Regions from separate parts of the Xenopus laevis genome. Here region 2 is linked to region 1. The links are chromatin contacts, called in public Hi-C maps. All regions are on one chromosome and are shown on one strand. The core of a region is the stretch at or near the end of the contact, and the rest is flanking DNA. Distances in the headings are between cores, read along the strand shown. Region 1 has its middle 38 kb from the start of ankrd34a.S. Region 2 holds the start of txnip.S (thioredoxin-interacting protein).

Region 1 (4,720 bases), core at 1,619-4,118:
CTTAGAAAAAATTTGAACTTTTTTTGAAGCAATCCCTATCTACTCTATTGCGCTTCGCCTGGTCTGAGGTGGCGAAGGAAGTCTAGCGTAAAAGGTAGCGTTCAGTACACTGCGTGCGTTAGTGAATTTGCGTAGTTACGTCCGTAGCGAAAATTCGCCAGGCGTAAGGGTGCGAAGTAACACTAGCAAATTTACACCAGCGTTCGTTAGTGAATTTGCGAAGTACCGAAAATGCCCAACGCTAGCGAATTGACGCTAGCGTTAGGCGCTTCGGCGCTTAGTGAATTTGACCCATAGTAGTTTGGAAAGTGGGTCCTCAGCCTAAGGTTTTCTGGTGGGCCCCTGGCATCCCAGTCCGACACTGACCCCAGGAACATTTTTCATGCTTTTGTTGCTCCCCAACTCTTTTTACATTTGAATGTGGGTCACGGGTATAAAAGGTTGGGGACCCCTGGTGTAGGAGTCTCAGAGACTAGTGAAGGTGTCCTTATGTAGAAGCCTCATGAAACATACCCGTCTGTGCTCTGAGGGTGTTATATTCATGTTATATTCATGTTATATTCATGTTATATTCATGTTATATTCATGTTATATTCATGGCGATTTCAGTTGTTTCTAAGGGAAATCAGTTGGCAAAAATTTCAGAAGTTAGCCTATAGCTTGCCATGCACATACAGATATTCCTGGGATTTTTAGTATGTGTGGTGGCCAATATCTATTTTAATTAAGGTGGCCGTGTCGGCAGCTTATTGGCCCGTGTATGGGGCCCCCCGAAGGGCTTCACCGATCGAGATCTGGCCGAAAGTCGGGCAGATCTCGATCGGATGGGACCCCGATCGGATCGCAGCTGCATCTATTTGACCGCCCATTGCTATTCGTTAGGATCCGATCGTTGGGCCCTAGGGCCCACGATCGGATCAGCACGATATTGCCCACCTCAAGGTGGGCATATCGGGGAGAGATCCGCTCGTTTGATGACATAGCCAAACGAGCGGATCTCTCAGTTTATGGGCACCATTACTATGGATATGTGTCTACTATGGGGAACAATCATGCTAAAAACTAATCTGCTTATGCCTCTTATACAGTATGTGCAGTGCATGATGGATCAGCCAATTATGTTTTGTCTGCCATATTGAACAGAACAATAAAAAGGCGTTTATACCAAGCAGGGACCAACATACAATATCTAGGGGTGGCCACAGTACTATAAGCGATGGCTTTTTCCTTGACTCTCTGTACGTCCAGCAGGTGGAGCAGGAGTTTCAGATTTGAGATTCCCGACTGATAATATATGGTGTAAATATATTTTTGTGCTGTTGCGGAGTATAGCAAATTAGATCCTACAAAAGTTATCGCTTAGTAAAAATAAAGCAAGCTTTCTGCCATTTCCAAGCCAACAGAGGAGCTTTCCTCATTCCCCCCTTAGAGGAAGCAAATTGGCAGCTCCCACTATTGTGCAGTTATACTTGTCTATTCCTAAAACCATCAGATTACTGACATCTTCTGTTATCCTCCCTGGCCTCCTTGTGGAATTTTCCCCTGTTCTATCTTCTCTATAACAGATGTACGTGCAAATCTGTGCTTCACCGTGTGCAGATCTCCTTCTTGATATACGAGTTCCTCCCTGTTCTGTTTGTTCAGAATACTGAAGTGTGGAGCAGGAAAAACTCAACCTGTGACCAATCCTAACCTGCAAAACCTTAACCTGTGTAGGACCCGTGCCCAAACCGTACCCTCATCTTGCTCTGAATTGGGAATCGTTGGGAGCAGTGGAGGAATGTATTTCCCCAGTATGACCCTCAATGTTTGTCCAAATCTTACCCCAAACCCATCCAACCGGTGGTCAACCTGCTGGTCACCATGGGTTTAGGGTCAACCCACACATCACTAGTTCTGAGCTCTTATTTCTTAACCTTGGGTCCCCTACATGTTGCACAACTACAACTTACCAGAATGTACTGACTCTTGATTACACACTGGAAGATGCTGTGATTTGTAGTCCAGCAACATCTGGGGACCCAAGCTTATGGACTCACGGGTTAGATGTCTCCAGCCTTAGAGCATATTGTATAGAGCAGGGGTCCCCAACCTTTTTAACCTGTGAGCCACATTCAAATGTAAAAACGAGTTAAAGAGCAACATAAGCATACAAAAAGTTCCTGGGGGTGCCAAATATAGGCTGTAATTGACTGACGGTAGCCCCTATGTGGACTGACAGACTACAGGAGGAGCTGTTAGGCAGTACACCTGGTTTTTATGCAACTAAAACTTCCTTCCAAGCCTGGAATTCAAAAATAAGCTCCTGCTTTGAGGCCACTGGGAGCAACATCCAAGGGGTTAGAGAGCAACATGTTACTCAAGAGCCACTGGTTGGGGATCACTGGTGTAGAGCTAGGTATTCTGCATCAGTGATATCCAGCCTTTTAGCCTTCCTGCTGCTGTTGAACTACAGTTCTACTACTTCATTTGTCGCTGACTGGTGCTGGACTACAAAAGGGACAATAGTACCTGTTATTATGGTGGACTGTGCTAATCAGTCACCTCACAGCTTGGCCTTGTCCTTAGCTAATGACCAAAAAGCAGGTTTAGGGAATATTCACCCCAGGACTACAAAAAGGGGTCAGTTAGGGGTTGTTAGGGGTCGGTTCCTTTACTAACTGCACGGTGCAGTCCCAGGAAATTGCTAGGGCTGCTAGAGGCAAATCTTTGAAATATGATAAGGGTGTTGATTTCCAGGGCAAAGCTATGAAGCAAAGCCAAATGGGGTTTGGTTTGCTGTGGAAGTTGGATTAGAAGCAGAACGGTGTGTGAACGTGCTTGTGTGTTACCCTTTGTGCATTACGTAGTTGTAATTCAGCCTGGAGTACAAGGAGTTCTCAGCGCTGGGCTAACAAAGAACAGGCTACCTGGACAAACATCTTCTTACAGGCAGCTGTGCCGATGTTGACATCCAATGTACTGTGACTTTCACCCTCCCCTCCCGATTTTCCTTCTCAGTCCAGGAACCTAAAAACAGAGTCTTCCAATTCCTCGAAGTGCACGGATTAGTATTTCTCCGGCTGATTATACAGCCGCACGCTGAGATTTAGGAAAAGTTATGTCTAAAAAAGCCAGGGGGGAGCTTAGGGGAACTTGAGTCTCATGACAGAGTTTAGAGTTTCTCAAAGAGAGCCCCCGATCTTTGCATGTATGTATGTGTCTCTTGTCTGATCTCCAAAATAATATGACTGCAACAAATGTGAGATCGAAACTTTGCAATTCATTCACTTTAAGGCCCCCATACACGGGCCAATAAAAGCTGCCGGCAGACCGAAAGTCGGCCAGATGTTGATCAGGCAGGGTAAAACATCCCGTCTGATCGCGGCCGCATCTGTTGATTGATGCTGTCCTGCGATCCGATTGCCCATATTGCCTCCATTCTGATCCTATCATTGGGCCCCAGGGCCCACGATCGGATCAGCCTGATATCGCCCACCTCAATGTGGGCATATAAGGGAGAGGTCCGCTCGTTTGACGATGTCACCAAACGAGTGGATCTTCTTGTGTATGGCCACCTTAAAGCTCCACAAATAATTAGGCTAGAAATGCTTCATCTTGTGTCCTGGGTTTCTTTACCATCCCAAGCCCACCCATCGTTCTTCAGCAGAGGAGATCTATTCCTCCACAGATGCCCCCAGTAGTTCCCCATCTTCATCTTCTTCACATTACATAGTGGAATAGTAATCAGGTCTGCAGCAGCAGCTTCTGACAGATGCAACTTCTAATGTGTTGATGACTTGCAACAACCCCTAAGCATAGCTTCTCAACAGCTGCCCAGGGCTCACTGAGCATGTGCAGTGCCACTGACATTCAAAAGATGACCTAACATGATCCAAGATGGCAGGCTACTAAGAACAACTTAAAGGGCTGCTGAACCTCTGGGCTGGTACATTCAATTCAGTAAATGAAAAACAGCATTTCTAGCAAAATTATTTTCTGTATGATTTACTTCTCCTTTCTACAAAACCAAATGAACTGCTATGAAATGTGTAAATGACCCCCTTCCTAACCACACAGACCCTGTCTAGCACAGGGCAGTTTCCCATGGGTGCCTGTAGGTGGCCTTAAAGGGATACTGTCATGGGAAAAAATTTTTTTTTCAAAATGAATCAGTTAATAGTGCTGCTCCAGCAGAATTCTGCACTGAAATCCATTTCTCAAAAGAGCAAACAGATTTTTTTATATTCAATTGTGAAATCTGACATGGGGCTAGACATATTGTCAATTTCCCAGCTGCCCCCAGTCATGTGACTTGTGCTCTGATAAACTTCAATCACTCTTTACTGCTGTACTGCAAGTTAGAGTGATATTACCCCCTCCCTTTTTCCCCAAACAAAAGAACATGGGAAGGTAACCAGATAGCAGCTCCCTAACACAAGATAACAGCTGCCTGGTAGATCTAAGACCAACACTCAATAGTAAAATCCCATGTCCCACTGAGACACATTCAGTTACATTGAGAAAGAAACAGTGGCCTGCCAGAAAGCATTTCTCTCCTAAAGTTCAGGCACAAGTCACATGACTGGGGCAGCTGGGAAATTGACAATATGTCTAGCCCCATGTCAGATTTCAAAATTGAATATAAAAAAATCTGTTTGCTCTTTTCAGAAATGGATTTCAGTGCAGAATTCTGCTGGAGCAGCACTATTAACTGATGTGTTTTGAAAAAAACATGTTT
Region 2 (4,652 bases), core at 1,865-4,364, 73 kb after region 1:
CAAACAAGATTAGTAATGCTCTACTGAGCTGCTGAAGATGGACACTACTACTACTTTGCCCCTCTGACCCTGGAGCTAATCTGTAAACTCATTAGCTGCTTTGTCCATGAACTTTACCTATAATGAGTACTGAAAGGGCAAGAGATCCCTCACCAGATAAACCAAGCATGCAAGACTACTTACTACTGGAACACCAACACTTCAATATATGCCCTTGATCTTGCATCTAATCAAGATAATGGGTAACTTAACTCTGGTTTACTTTTTTCCTATTAAAGGCTGGGGCATAAAGTATATTTAAGGATTAACCAAAGTCTGTTTAGAATATTCTTTTAAGGTGGCCATACACAGAGAGATCCGCTCATTTGGCGATGTCACTAAACGTGCGGATCTATCCCCAATATGCGATGGGCGATATCACCCTAGGCCCAACAATCGGATCATCAATGAAACGGGCGGTCGGATCCGATGGGATTTTAAGCCCTGGCTGAGATATAGATCGGGGAAGCCCGTGGGAGGGCCTCATACATGAGCCAATAAGCTGCTGACTCGGTCTGTCAGCAGCTTTTATCGGCCTGCGTATGGCCACCTTTAGATGCCAACTATCCATATCTTACACATAGGGCCAGATTCAATGCAGTGAGTAAAGGTGTACCACATGAAAACTCAGAGAAGATTCAGTTTGAGATACAATTCAATTAATAAAACTTCTTGTGGTTTATCCTGCAAAAACTCTATTGAAGTCCATGGAAAAAAAACTGGAACTGAATTTGTAGAAGAGTTTTCTCCTCCTCCAACTGAATCTCATCCACGAGTTTTCACGTGTTAAACCAAGAGCTATCCTTTCCTCACTGAATTGAATCAGGCCCTTAATGTCTTGTGGTTCTATGGGAGTTATCGTATACAGAATAATATAGTTACCATGAGATCTGGAGTGTCCACATTCACAGAGTCCTCAACTTGAAAGGTCTGCTTTACTTCCTGGGGAGGATGGGATGGCCGATCGAGGAAAGCTTTGACACAGTACTTCACAGAACCATACTTTCCTTTGAATGTTGACCCCAAAGGACTGCAAAGAAATACAGCACTGTGTAAGACTTCTTATTAAACATACCAAGCATCTAAAAGGTCATTGGCACTTTTTAGAAAAGCAGGATACCTACCCATGGGGCAGCTCGAATCCAAACTTGTATTCGTAGCAGTTGCCTGGCCTCATAATGACAGATCCATCAGAATCTAGAAGAGACAACAAGGGAGGTAGAAATGAAGTTATAGTTCGGTATAAGGTTTCTTCAAGTATCAAAAAGTAGAGCCCCATACGTTCATACACTCTGCCCAAATTACTCTTTTAAAATAGAAGAGGTTTGAAGAAAAAATACGAACTCAGAGAGGAAGCAACACTTCTTGTCAACTATTGGCCCTTTAATGTGCCGATTAAGCTTATAAATAGTTTCCTCTTTATCTGGAATGCCTTAGTGGCCATGCATACATATTACACAAATTTTTTATATTTATGAAGCTTGGCTTAGTTCATGTAAAGGACTTCTCCCTCCTCGTTCAAGTGAAAGCATTTCCCAGTGAGTGAAAACACTTTTCATAATCCGTGGCATAGCATTATTGCCTTACGTTGAACAGAAGTGTAGTACAGGACATCTACTAGATAAATAGGGCAGGATGCGATTAATCTGTTGGTATGATTATGGACCAAATCCAACAGCTTGCTCTAGGTTAATAAACCCTGCCCTGGTAACAGTGCATCAGCGCAGATGGTAATGTCCTGCCAATAGCCTCTGTAGTTATCACACAAGCATCATATTTCTCATATACAGACTGAGCCAATGCAATAGGAATGTAGGACTGGGCACTTCTAGTAAAAGGTTCTGCATACCAGGAACGTTTGCCAGCCAAGTCCCTATTAAAGTACCAGATGATCGTTACATAGACACGGCATACGGAAGCCTCTGATGACCAGAACCATTACAGCAGTGGCCCCAAGCACAAGTAAAAACTTTATATAAAACAAAAACATCCTCAGGGATTTAAGGGCAGATCCAGTCGCCTGGCGATAAATTACCACTACTACGGGGCGACTAATCTCCCCGAACTGCCTCCCGCCGGCTAGAATCTAAATCACCGACAGGATGGCACTCTGATCTCTTCATTTTTCAAAGTTGCCCGAAGTTACCTCCTGACAAGAACCATTACAGCAGTGGCCCTAAGCACACGTAAAAACTTAATATAAAACAAACATCCTCAGGGGTTTAAGGGCAGAGACACACTCAAAGATTCCGGGAGATTAGTTGCCCAGCGACAAATCTGCTATTTCTACTAGGTTCCCCGAACTGCCTCCCGCCGGCTAGAATCTAAATCGCCGTAAGGAGGCAGTTTGGTGAGATCAGTCGTCCCGAAGAAGAGGAGATTTGTTGCCGGACAAGTAATCTCCCTGATTCTTAGTGTCTCTGTCCTAAAGCGACGCACGTCCTCATAGCTCTGCTGCAGTTTAAAGCCCACTTCCTACCATGTTCTTTGAAAGCATCACGCAACCCAGTGATGCATAAAAAGAGTTCAAGAAGCCTTTAAAATATTCACAAATAACGTGATGAATGAATTTAATGGTTTCCCTCCCACCATGGGCCCAGACGTCGCTTCTCACCTGTCGGCTGATCGTCCATCTGCAGGGTGTCCTCGTATCTCAGGTACTCCATCTCCTGCTTGCAGTTCTGGGACCACAATACCTTGGCCACCCCGCATGCCAACAATCTCACCGCTGTCACTCTGGTCACTTCAGCCACCTCCACCAGGACCCTGCCCGTTACTTTGTCCCCACCGCAGTACACCTTCTCGGGGTCGGCGAAAGACAGTTCAAAGCACTTGACTTTCTTGAAAACAACCATGATGGCAGATAGTGTGACTCTAATGGGCAGCTAAGATGACAGTTGGGCAGCTGTGTCCAATGGAATTGCAGACAATGAATAATAGTCCCCAAGTAAGGATCATATGAAAAAGTAAGTGCTTTCAGCTCCAGTTCAGTGGTACAAGCACTCTAACCCTGCAGAGCTCTGCACTGGTTATTTGTTCCACCACTACACGCTCCAAGCCGACAGGCTGTAAACAAGACCAGGAAATCGGTCTTTTATATGAGCGCTGGGCCCACGCTCCGCCCACCTTCCGCTTGCCAATTGCTTCCCCATGCTCACCTCGTGCACACCGCTCCCATTGGTCCGCGGTATGTTGTTAATGGAGCGGCCAGCGAATAGGAGCCGCCAGGCAGCGCGTGAACAGGGCATGCAAGCTGCGGGCAGGAGACGGGAAAGGGGCGGGGCTTGCGCGTCATCCTGAAGTTGTTTGTCACGGCGGCGGGGTCGGGATGTTGTGTGAGACGGTGATGAGACTGGGCGCGATTCCTGTGGGGGGTTGTTTACTGTTCTTGCTGGTGTGTACGGGCCAGTCCTGTCATTGTGTGACACCTCTGTATAACGTATATTTAGTAGTTACTCAAGCTCACTCTGTACAGTAATAGCTGGCTGTCTGGCACCCTGAGGGAATTCTATGCAGGTGTTGAAAAGGGGGCACAATGAAACATTCCACTACCCCAATAACTACTACACCGAGTCACAAGCTGTATCCTAAACAAACACCAGGGGAAAAATAAATTCCAGCTCCAGCAGTGAATAAAAGCTACATATTTGCTCTTGTGCTGACACTAATTCCTTGTTATATGCACAATGGCCTCCGTCCTGTACTTCCACTACTATACGCTCCGTCCTGTAGTTCCACTACTATACGCTCCGTCCTGTAGTTCCACTACTATACGCTCCGTCCCGTAGTTCCACTACTATACGCTCCGTCCCACAGTTCCACTACTATACGCTCTGTCCTGTAGTTCCACTACTATACGCTCTGTCCCACAGTTCCACTACTATACGCTCCGTCCCACAGTTCCACTACTATACGCTCTGTCCTGTAGTTCCACTACTATACGCTCTGTCCTGTAGTTCCACTACTATACGCTGTGTCCTGTTGTTCCACTACTATACGCTGTGTCCTGTTGTTCCACTACTATACGCTGTGTCCTGTTGTTCCACTACTATACGCTGTGTCCTGTTGTTCCACTACTATACGCTCCGTCCTGTAGTTCCACTACTATACTCTCCATCCCACAGTTCCACTACTATACGCTCCGTCCTGTAGTTCCACTACTATACTCTCCATCCCACAGTTCCACTACTATACGCTCCGTCCTGTAGTTCCACTACTATACGCTCTGTCCTGTAGTTCCACTACTATACGCTCTGTCCTGTAGTTCCACTACTATACGCTGTGTCCTGTAGTTCCACTACTATACGCTGTGTCCTGTTGTTCCACTACTATACGCTCCGTCCTGTAGTTCCACTACTATATGCTGTGTCCTGTAGTTCCACTACTATACATTCCGTCCTGTAGTTCCACTACTATACGCTCCGTCCTCTGTTCTATACTTCCACTAATATACGCTCTGCCCTGTAGTTCCACTACTATACACTCTGTCCTGTAGTTCCACTACTATACACTCTGTCCTGTAGTTCCACTAATATATACGCTCTGTCCTGTAGTTTCACTAATATACGCTCTGCCCTGTAGTTCCACTAATATACGCTGTGTCCTGTAGTTCC

The links. Hi-C and Micro-C count contacts between places; a contact is called where the count stands out from the background.
Region 2: a contact with region 1 is called in a Hi-C map of the XTC cell line, with 3 times the contacts expected there. The contact joins the promoter of txnip.S here to the enhancer-like site in region 1. A contact is called at or near these places in 2 of 4 Hi-C or Micro-C datasets (the XL177 cell line and the XTC cell line).

What each region holds. Positions count from the first base shown.
Region 1 is chr8S:96,051,828-96,056,547 of Xenopus_laevis_v10.1, forward strand. No RefSeq gene overlaps it. Among protein-coding and RNA genes, the nearest start is that of ankrd34a.S, 38 kb to the left of the region's middle. Within about 2 kb of position 2,869, at least 1 of the 7 cell types and tissues checked has an H3K27ac peak or open chromatin away from gene starts, as enhancers often do.
Region 2 is chr8S:96,124,151-96,128,802 of Xenopus_laevis_v10.1, forward strand. txnip.S (thioredoxin-interacting protein) reads right to left here and starts at 3,115. Exons shown (of 8, transcript XM_018233458.2): 1 at 2,654-3,115; 2 at 1,164-1,236; 3 at 922-1,069. The coding sequence starts at 2,894.